Linked DNA regions of Mus musculus: region 2 is linked to region 1. The links are chromatin contacts, called in public Hi-C maps. All regions are on one chromosome and are shown on one strand. Each heading gives the region's core, a stretch centred on a gene start, on an enhancer-like site or on the middle of the called end of the contact. The rest is flanking DNA. Distances are from core to core; before and after follow the strand shown. Region 1 holds the start of N4bp2l1 (NEDD4 binding protein 2-like 1). Region 2 overlaps 1700028E10Rik (RIKEN cDNA 1700028E10 gene).

The links. Hi-C and Micro-C count contacts between places; a contact is called where the count stands out from the background.
Region 2: a contact with region 1 is called in a Hi-C map of liver, with 1.9 times the contacts expected there. The contact joins the enhancer-like site here to the promoter of N4bp2l1 in region 1. A contact is called at or near these places in 4 of 39 promoter capture datasets (the 3T3-L1 cell line, cranial neural crest and liver), 1 of 484 Hi-C or Micro-C datasets (liver), 2 of 115 datasets of contacts at active chromatin or transcription factors (astrocytes and hepatocytes) and 1 of 9 other capture datasets (adipose tissue).

Annotation. Positions count from the first base shown.
Region 1 is chr5:150,592,848-150,596,957 of GRCm38.p6, reverse strand. It overlaps N4bp2l1 (NEDD4 binding protein 2-like 1), which reads left to right and starts at 2,433. Exons shown (of 5, transcript NM_133898.4): 1 at 2,433-2,694. The coding sequence starts at 2,522.
Region 2 is chr5:151,408,590-151,412,897 of GRCm38.p6, reverse strand. The region is part of intron 3 of 1700028E10Rik (RIKEN cDNA 1700028E10 gene); the gene reads right to left. The region is part of intron 1 of Gm3704 (predicted gene 3704); the gene reads right to left. It also overlaps a transcript of Stard13 not described here. Among named protein-coding and RNA genes, the nearest start is that of Gm3704, 4.2 kb to the right of the region's middle. Within about 2 kb of position 2,732, at least 12 of the 459 cell types and tissues checked have an H3K27ac peak or open chromatin away from gene starts, as enhancers often do. A contact at or near this core is called in hepatocytes and liver, where this site is marked.

The DNA.
Region 1 (4,110 bases), core at 1,184-3,683:
AGGGCTTTGGGTCCTGTTGCTAAAATTTCTTCCCTCAGGGAGACATAAGCAACATCTTTATTCCTTTTCTTCCTGGCCAAACAACAAACTGAGACATGATTCCACCAGAGGTCACTCTGGAGAAGCAGTGAGTTTATTAGGCTTTCTTACACAGCATAGATGAGTGATTACCTTCTAGGGCATGAGTGGTCCTCACCTGAAAGGCCACACCAGAAAGTCTTCACCCAGCAGGGACAGATGAGGGCCTTCCCATTGCTGCATAGATGGGAACCCCTTGTCCCCAGACTGCATGTAGTTAGGACAGAGTTGCATTCAACAGGCAGAAAGGAGCTGAGGGTCCAGTGGCTCTCCTTATCAACCAGCCCGGCTTGGATTTGTGCAAGCCAAACCAGCTAAATACCTCAAGAACGAACGGGGTTGTTTGGCCCAGAGGATAGCCCTGTACAACAGATCCCCTGGAACTAGAGTTACAGGTGCTTGTGAGCCACTTCATGTAGCTGCTGGGAACCAAACACCAGTCCTGATCCCTGAGCTATCTCTCCGTTGTGTGTGAGTGGGTGTGAGTGTATGTGCTCATATGAGGCTGTGCAGCATGCATGTAGAGACCAGAGGACATCAGGGGTCTCCCTTATGCTCTCTGTCTTATTCCTTTAAGAAAGGGTCTCTCACTGAAGCTGGAGCTGCTGATCAATGGGCTCTGCCAAGCCAGTCATCTCCACTCCTCTCAGCACTAGGGTTACGTGTGCAGCCATGCCCTCCTTGTTACATGGGGTTGTGGATTCAAACTCATGCCCTCATGCTTGTACTCTAAGACTCTAGCCTACTGAGCCATCTATCTCCTCAGTCCTTAAACCTCAAAAAACAAAAAAACAAAAACAAAAACAAAAACAAAAAAAACCCCCCAAAAAACCAAAACCAAAACCAAAAACAAAAAATCCACACATTTTAGGGTTTGTTTGTTTTGTTTTGTTTTATTCTAGAAAAACAGGTATCAATGGGTGAACAAGGTTAAGGTCTATACTCAACAAGAAAGACATGACCCCCCAAAATATGGAACACTTCATGAATTTTTGTGGGGCCATGCTAATCTGCTCTGCATCCACTTTAAGGTGCTGCCAAATCGAGCCCTTTAACCCCATTTTGTACCATCCACACCCCAAATGCTCCATGTTTCTTACTGGACAGCAGATGATTGGAATGAAAAAGAAAGTATTTGAGGCTGAGGGGAACCACGTTTGTAAACGTGTGCTAAGGGTATGCTCAGGGTGCAGGAGATTCACTTCCTCAAATGTGAACCCGGACGTATACAAGCTAAAGGTCACTGCTGTTAGGACAAATGTGTCTTCTCCATTCCTCGTGCTTCCTCTTAATGTGCACACAGAAAGAAGGACTAAAGAAGTAGCTTCACTCCGGGAGGGGAATTCCCGGGGGAGCAACCTGACTGCTCCACACCCCAACCCAGGGGAAGTCCAAAGCCAGCGAGATGCACAGGCAGCTGTCCTCCCTCCTTGTACACAGCCCCTTCCTAACGCGCTCATCAGGAAATCTCTGATTTTGACATAGGTTCTGAGTCTTAGAAAGACACTACTTCTTTCTCCACACTTCCTTCTCATAATGCTCATACCTTAGGTGCCAGACACAAAATGTTTTGATTTTTACAACAATTGTAGCCAAAGCCACCAATATCTCAGATTTTCTAGTATGCAAATTTTGAACAGTTTCATTCTGAAAACCAGGACCATTCTATTGCTTCTAAAGGGAAATACTGGAGAGTCACAGCCAGTGGGTGCTGCCAACTCCTGCAACTTGAATTTGGTTTTATATAAATGGTACCATGACAATCTCCCCTGCTATGTGGCAGCGGAAGGTGTTCATGAAGCCTCCTGAGTCCACCCGAGACCCAAGGAGTAACAAGAGACTTAAAAGTTGCATACAGCTTTTAAGGATAGTTTTGGCAGGCCGGTACCGGTACTAAGGAAACGTACAGGACCCTGAAGGAGTGTACCTCAGTCCTTGGGACCCCAGCCAGGTGCTGACTGATTCACAGGCAGTAGGGGAGACAACAGTCTTTACTGTGACTGCTCGGATGCGCTGGTCACATTCTCTAATCTCCCACGGAAAGTATTTACTTTCAAGGTCTAGGCCGGTCTGAAGTGAGATGAGGCAGAGCCGTGGCAGAGGGCTGGGCTTCCACAGTGACTGCAGGGAAACCTCCCACTGTGTCCCCGGGGCCAGGCCCCTTCCCTTGGGAAGGGCTGCGGAAGGCGGCGGGGGGCTGGAGGGAGCGCTGGGGGCTGCGTCACCCACGCTTCCCCGGGCTGTCAGACTCCCCGGCAGCGCCGGGGCCTCACAGGTAGAGACGCCCCCTCCCGCGGTTCGCGGGGCCGGGGAGGAGGGGCCGGGCTCCGAGCGCCCGCCCCTCCATCTATCACATGGCCGGAGAGTCACAAAAACAACAGCTTTGGCCAAGACCGTGACTTCAGGAAGGGAGCTCAGGGCCCTCGCCGCCAGCCCCCTCCCCATGGAGGACAGTTTTCTGGAATCGTTCGGGAGGCTGAGCCTCCAACAGCGGCAGCAGCAGCCGCCTCCTCGGCCGCCGCCCGCTCGGGGGCCACCTCCGCGCCGCCACAGCTTTAGGAAACACCTCTACCTCCTGCGCGGCCTCCCGGGCTCGGGAAAAACCACGCTGGCCAGGTAATGAGAGCGGCCTGGCGCCCACTCGCGCTCCTGCCCCGAGCGGCTCCGCGCGCCGCCCCTGCCCTTGCCCCGCGCGCCCGAGAGCTTTGCCGCGCGCCGGCCCGGGAGGACGGACCTCGGCAGTGCGCCTTGCGCAAGCCCCAAGACGCCGCCGCCGGCCCTTCCCCGCCGCGCCGGGCCTGGTGCCCACCCCTCCACCCCCAACTCCCCGGCAACCTTCGTCCCCAGCCCCGGGTCGGGGAGGCCCGCGGGGACTGCTCTTCGGGAAAAGCTGGTGGTGACTGCAGAGAAACCCGCTCCCCGCCCGCTGGCGCGCAGGCAGCCGCCACGGCGCCCACAGGCGCTGTCACCGGAGCGAGTTCGGGGATGTCCGGGTCGGGGGTCCGCGCGGCGCTGGCCGGGGGCCCGCTTTGAGATCTGGTGGATCGGCGCAGCCTGCGGCTGCTTTGGCGGCTGCGAAGGCGCACAGGTGCTCTGGGGAGGGGGGCGGGGGGCTGGCGGCGCCACCACCGACCGTCACTGACAGCCTCTCCGCGGGCGCCCAAATTCGATCACTCGCGAATTGCGTAAGCGGCCCTTCGGGTACCCGGGCAGAGAGAACTGCGCGGGCTTGCTGCCTGCTGCACCTTGCTAGGCCCACCGCTCCAGCCTGAACGCCCTCCACTTCCTGCCCTGCACTTGGTATTCCAGCAACGTTGGACTGTTTCTCTCTCCTTGCTGGGGTTGAGGATGCTGACCCTCCTGCCTGGCTTTCCCACCGTCACCCTTTGCCCGACTGGTCTCACTAGCCTTTTAAAACCGGTTCTATTACCTCCCCTCGCAGCTGCCTCACCCTGCCGTAGAAGCCGCCCGCCCTTCTCAGCGTCTTGGCTCCTGTTTACATCTCTGTGACTGCGCTTAGGTTTGCACACGGTTGCTTTTGCCTTCTGTGAGATACTTGAAGATAGGGGCCATGTCTTACCCTCCGTGAACGTTATCGGGCACACACTAGTCGATAGAAGCAGTCACTTGCCACCTGTGTGCTTGCTTCCCTTCTCATCAGATAAGGCTAGCCCTAGGACCCTGGAACCGCTGAAGAATCAAGGTAGCCCGCGGTCACATGCTGATTTCCATGGCACCAGGTAGTGATCATAGGGGGAGGGCCCGAATCTTTTGGATGTGGATGATGGGGAAACTGACACGGCCAGATAAGGGACTGACAATTTGTATTGGGGTTCTAGCTGATTTGTGGAGAAGCAGCCAGCTAACGAAAATTGCTACCTTTGCATCTTAGAGGGATAGATGACTTGCGAAGGCCACACTGGTACCCTTTTCTGAGACACCCTTCCGTAGGTTCTTTCCGGAAGCTCCTGGCAGTGGTAGGTTGGGTTCCAAGTGGAGAGCCTCCTTGGAACCCGGGACAACTTGGTTATT
Region 2 (4,308 bases), core at 1,483-3,982, 820 kb before region 1:
ATCTTACTGATGGGTGCAAGCTACTCAATGCCTTCTTGCACTGAGTAATATTTCAAAGTGCATTTGTCCTGCAGATGGAGCACGCATTCGTATCTCAGCTCTCTGAAGACACATACAAGATGACTATGAGACCAAGGCAGGCTGGATTACAGTGAGGCCATCATCTCACACAGAAATGACCAAGTGAAGTGTAATCTGTCTCTCCATTCACATTCCCAAGAGAGGAGGCTGATCACTGATCCAGGCTTTATTCTGGGCCTGGACCACATTGTGAATGTCTAGGCAGCCCAGGATTGGCTACTAAGGCCAGGCCATCTATCCACAGCCCAATCTGCTATGGACAGGACAGACAAGTGGAGCCAGGAACAAGCCCAAGTTAGTCCTTATATCAGGAAACTTCTCTGGAGTTAAAATAGGCAAATATCAATGTTTTCTAAGATTCTTACACTGGGGTGTGTGTGTGTGTGTGTGTGTGTGTGTGTGTGTGTGTGTTTTGCTGTAAGTGTGTGTCTTTGTGTGCTCTGTGTCTCTGTGTTTGCTATGTGTGTGCCATATATATGTGTTTATGTGCTGTCTCTTTTGAATGCTATCTTTGTGTATGTGTGTGTGCTGTACATATTTGTGCATGTGCCATATGTCTGTTTCTGTGTCTGTGCTGTTTCTGTGTGTCTTATGCATGTGTGTATGTATAATGTGTGTGCTGTCTCTGTGTTTATGTGTGTGTGTGCCATGTGTATATGTCTGCATGTGCTCTCTGTATAGGCTATCTCTCTGTGTGTCATGTGCATGTTTTTAAGTGTGTTTATCTGAATGCTATGCATATATGTGGGTTGAATATGTATATGTCTGTGTACTATGTGTGTGCTATTGAGTGTGTGTTGTCTGTGTATGAGATTTCTGTATTGTGTTGTGTGGTATCTATGTGTGTATGTGTCCATGGGTGCTGTCTGTTTGTGTCTGTTATGTATATGTGTGCTATGTGCTGTGTGTCCTATCTATGTGTGAAATTTATATGTGTGTAGTGTTCTATTTGTACGTGTGCATGTGTGTTGTCTGTGTGCACTATTCAAAATGCCAACTTGTTATTGGCGTTCAAGAGACTCTCACAGTACAGCAGTACCTGCTGTTTGCACACAGGCGTGTGTGAGAACGTCAGGCCTGCTCTTCCTTCTCCAGCAAAAAGCTGTGCTGCATCTCTTCCCAGCATGCACTACAGGACAGCTATTTAGAACTAAATAGTCATTCTCTGACAAAACTTTGTTCTTGTATAAATTCACTCTGACCTTTTGCCTCAGTCAAAATCAGCCTTCCTTATTCTAGGCCTTAGTTATTCAGAAGCAAGTATCGACCTGCGACCCATGTTTGCTTATTCCCAGAACTCTCTTGTAGTATCCTGGCACCCCAACTCCCCCATCAGCTCTTTGGAACACCAGGTTCAACCAGATGTTTTTCCTACCCAGCAGTGCTGCTGACTGGCTGTGTCCCAGGGCAGGTTATGTGGGGTCTCTGATCTTTGGTGTATGAACAGTGCTCCTCATATTCATTCACTATTCTGTAGGGTTGTTGAGAAGTTCCCTCAGGGTGCCTGGAACACTGGAAGTTCAGTTTTTTGTAGTCACCTTCTCAGCAGCTGATTACTCTATTAGCACACTGTCTCCGTGGTCTCTTCTTGTGCCACAGATATTGAACATTTCCCTCGAGATCTCTCTCCTCTTCCTTCTTCTTCCCTCAACTCTGCCCTCCACTCATAGATTTTTAAATTCAGATTTTTAAAAAAAAAGCTTTTACTTTATTCACAATCCTTAGTTTCTACCCTATAGACTGCTATCCATCTCTCCTGGTATAACCATCAAAAAAAAAAAAAAAAAAAGATAGCTTTAGTTTAGTGTCTCAGCACTCACTATAAATTTGATACTGCCTAAAATCACCTGAAAAACAGTTTCAGTTAAAGAATTGTCTTTATCAGGGTGGTCTGTGGGCATGCCAGTGAAGAGATTGTCTTGATTGTCTTGTGTAGAAGGGCACAGTCACTGGGCAGCACCATGCTCTGATCAGTGCATCTTACACTATATAAGAAAGCTAACAAAGCAGGAGCCAGAGAGAGAGAGAGACAGAGAGAGAGAGAGAGAGCGAGCAAACTGCATTCCTTCATGTTTTCTGATTAAGCCAAATTAACTCTTTCCTCCTCTAAGTTGCTGTTTTGCTTTTAGTCAGAGTGTATTTATCACAGCAAAGGAAGAGAAACGAGGCATTGCCAAATGAACCCATAATCCCAGTACTAAGGAGGCTCGAGTAAGAAGTTCGTACTGGTCAGCTAGTTTAGCTGACTCCATGAGCTCTGGGTTCAGTGAGAGACCTGAGGGGAAGCCATTAAGAAAGGCTTGGTCCTTGTGCCTTCACACACAGAGCATGTCACGCAAACCTGCACACACACAGGTACACTCATGTAAATGTGTGTTCCCTATCCACAAAGACTGCCTCAACAACTCTCACCAACTTATTAACATGATCATCCTTCTAGCTACCTTCTTGTGCATATTTTGTGCTAATTTGAAATTTAATGAAAAAATAAAAAAAAAAGAGAGAAGAAAGGCATAAAGTGGTAAGAGATAAAGCATTAGTTTCAAAGGGCCTGGGGGCGGGGTCAGAATGGGAGTTACAACTGACAGGTGAGAGCCAAATCTACCCTTATGTTGCAATAGTTGAACCTTGAGATTAATTCTTAGAGTCAATATTTATTTTCCTCTTTTATATTGGCATGACCAAAAAACATTAACAGTCTATTTCTGTTCCAGTGAGCTGTTTGGGATGTAGCAACGTTTTACTACCAAAATTACAAGATTGGACAAGTCGGTTTTCTAGAGTCCTGCTTTCTTCTGTCTACAAGTGAGAATGAGAATGGTCTTTCATGTCTTCTCCTGGAAAATTCAATGAAAGAAAGCGTGTATCTAAAATAGTTCTAAAAACACAGTAGGAATGCCATAGAAGAATTGTTTTACTTAATAAGCAGCAGTGTGGAAGGAGTGTGTACGTGTGTGTGTGTGTGTGGGGGGGGGGGGGTTCTTTCCCTACCTACCACAAACAAAACGAACCAAAAAATTTTGTAGTGTGTGTGTGTGTGTGTGTGTGTGTGTCAGGGGTATTTGTGAATTATATAAAACATGTTTTGGGTTTTTTTTTGTTTTTTTCCCTTATTGAAGCAAGTTTGAGGTCTGTCCCAGCCAAAAGACCCTGACTTCTAGCAGGCTGTTGAACACAACTGCATGGCTGGAGGGGACCAGCATAGGGATGGCCTGCCACCCCCTTTATTTCCTTTAGTGATTTGTAATTCATTAATACCTTCATTTGCATGGGCTACTTAGAGGCTATTTATATTCTAATTATAGGCTATTTGAATATTACATTTGAATTCTAATTACAGGGCTTAGGGAAAGCTCATTTATTTCTAAGGGGTAGATTGCAGTTGAAGGAAAAAGAAATGTGTGGGCTATTCAGGAGCTCTGGCACTAGAAGGACCCAGAGTGCAGCAGACCCTCTGGGTCCCTTTGTCTGCATGGAACGAGTCTCTGGGGCAGGTGGGCAAGGTGTTGGTGGGTGATCTGAATGTATTCTCACAAAGTAAACACCAGTGTTATATAGTACAGAAAATACAAGGGGTCCGGGAGTCACAGCAGGCAAAGTACATTGAAGTTGCCTGACACAAAACAAAGGAATGATTTCAAAAGGATTTACAGGAACCAGGTAAATGTTTACAGTAAAGAAGATAAAGCAGTCCTGCCTAGGGTCAGCTTAGTGACAGGTAAGGATTTCACACTCTAGTGCTCTACCTTTGATCCTTGTGAAGGCTAGCACGGGGGGGGGGGGGGGGGGGGGTGTGTTCTGCTCTTGGCAGGCCTCATGAATAATGCAATATCACAACCCCCCTATTTCCTAGGCCTTGCTAAATTCTTATATGAGTGTAACTTTTAAGTATCTAGAGAATCTCCATTTGTTAGGAGAATTCATCAATCTTGCTTCTAATATACAATGTAGCCTGTACTGAAGATTTCTATCTCAGTGGGATTCCCTGGCTCTTTCATGGTATTCTCTTGTTTGGGTGCGATTTGCCACAGTCCCTAGCAAATACTTTGCAGACCAGCTCCCAGCCACTGACTCCATCTTTTGTAATGCTTAATTAGTTACTGAATAGGTAACCTCTTTACTGCATTCCTACTGGATTCTACGCTCATAGGCTTCTGAGACCTTGGAACACTGAGGAGACTTAACTATATCAGAATTTAATCTTAAAAGGCATTTATAATAAAATAT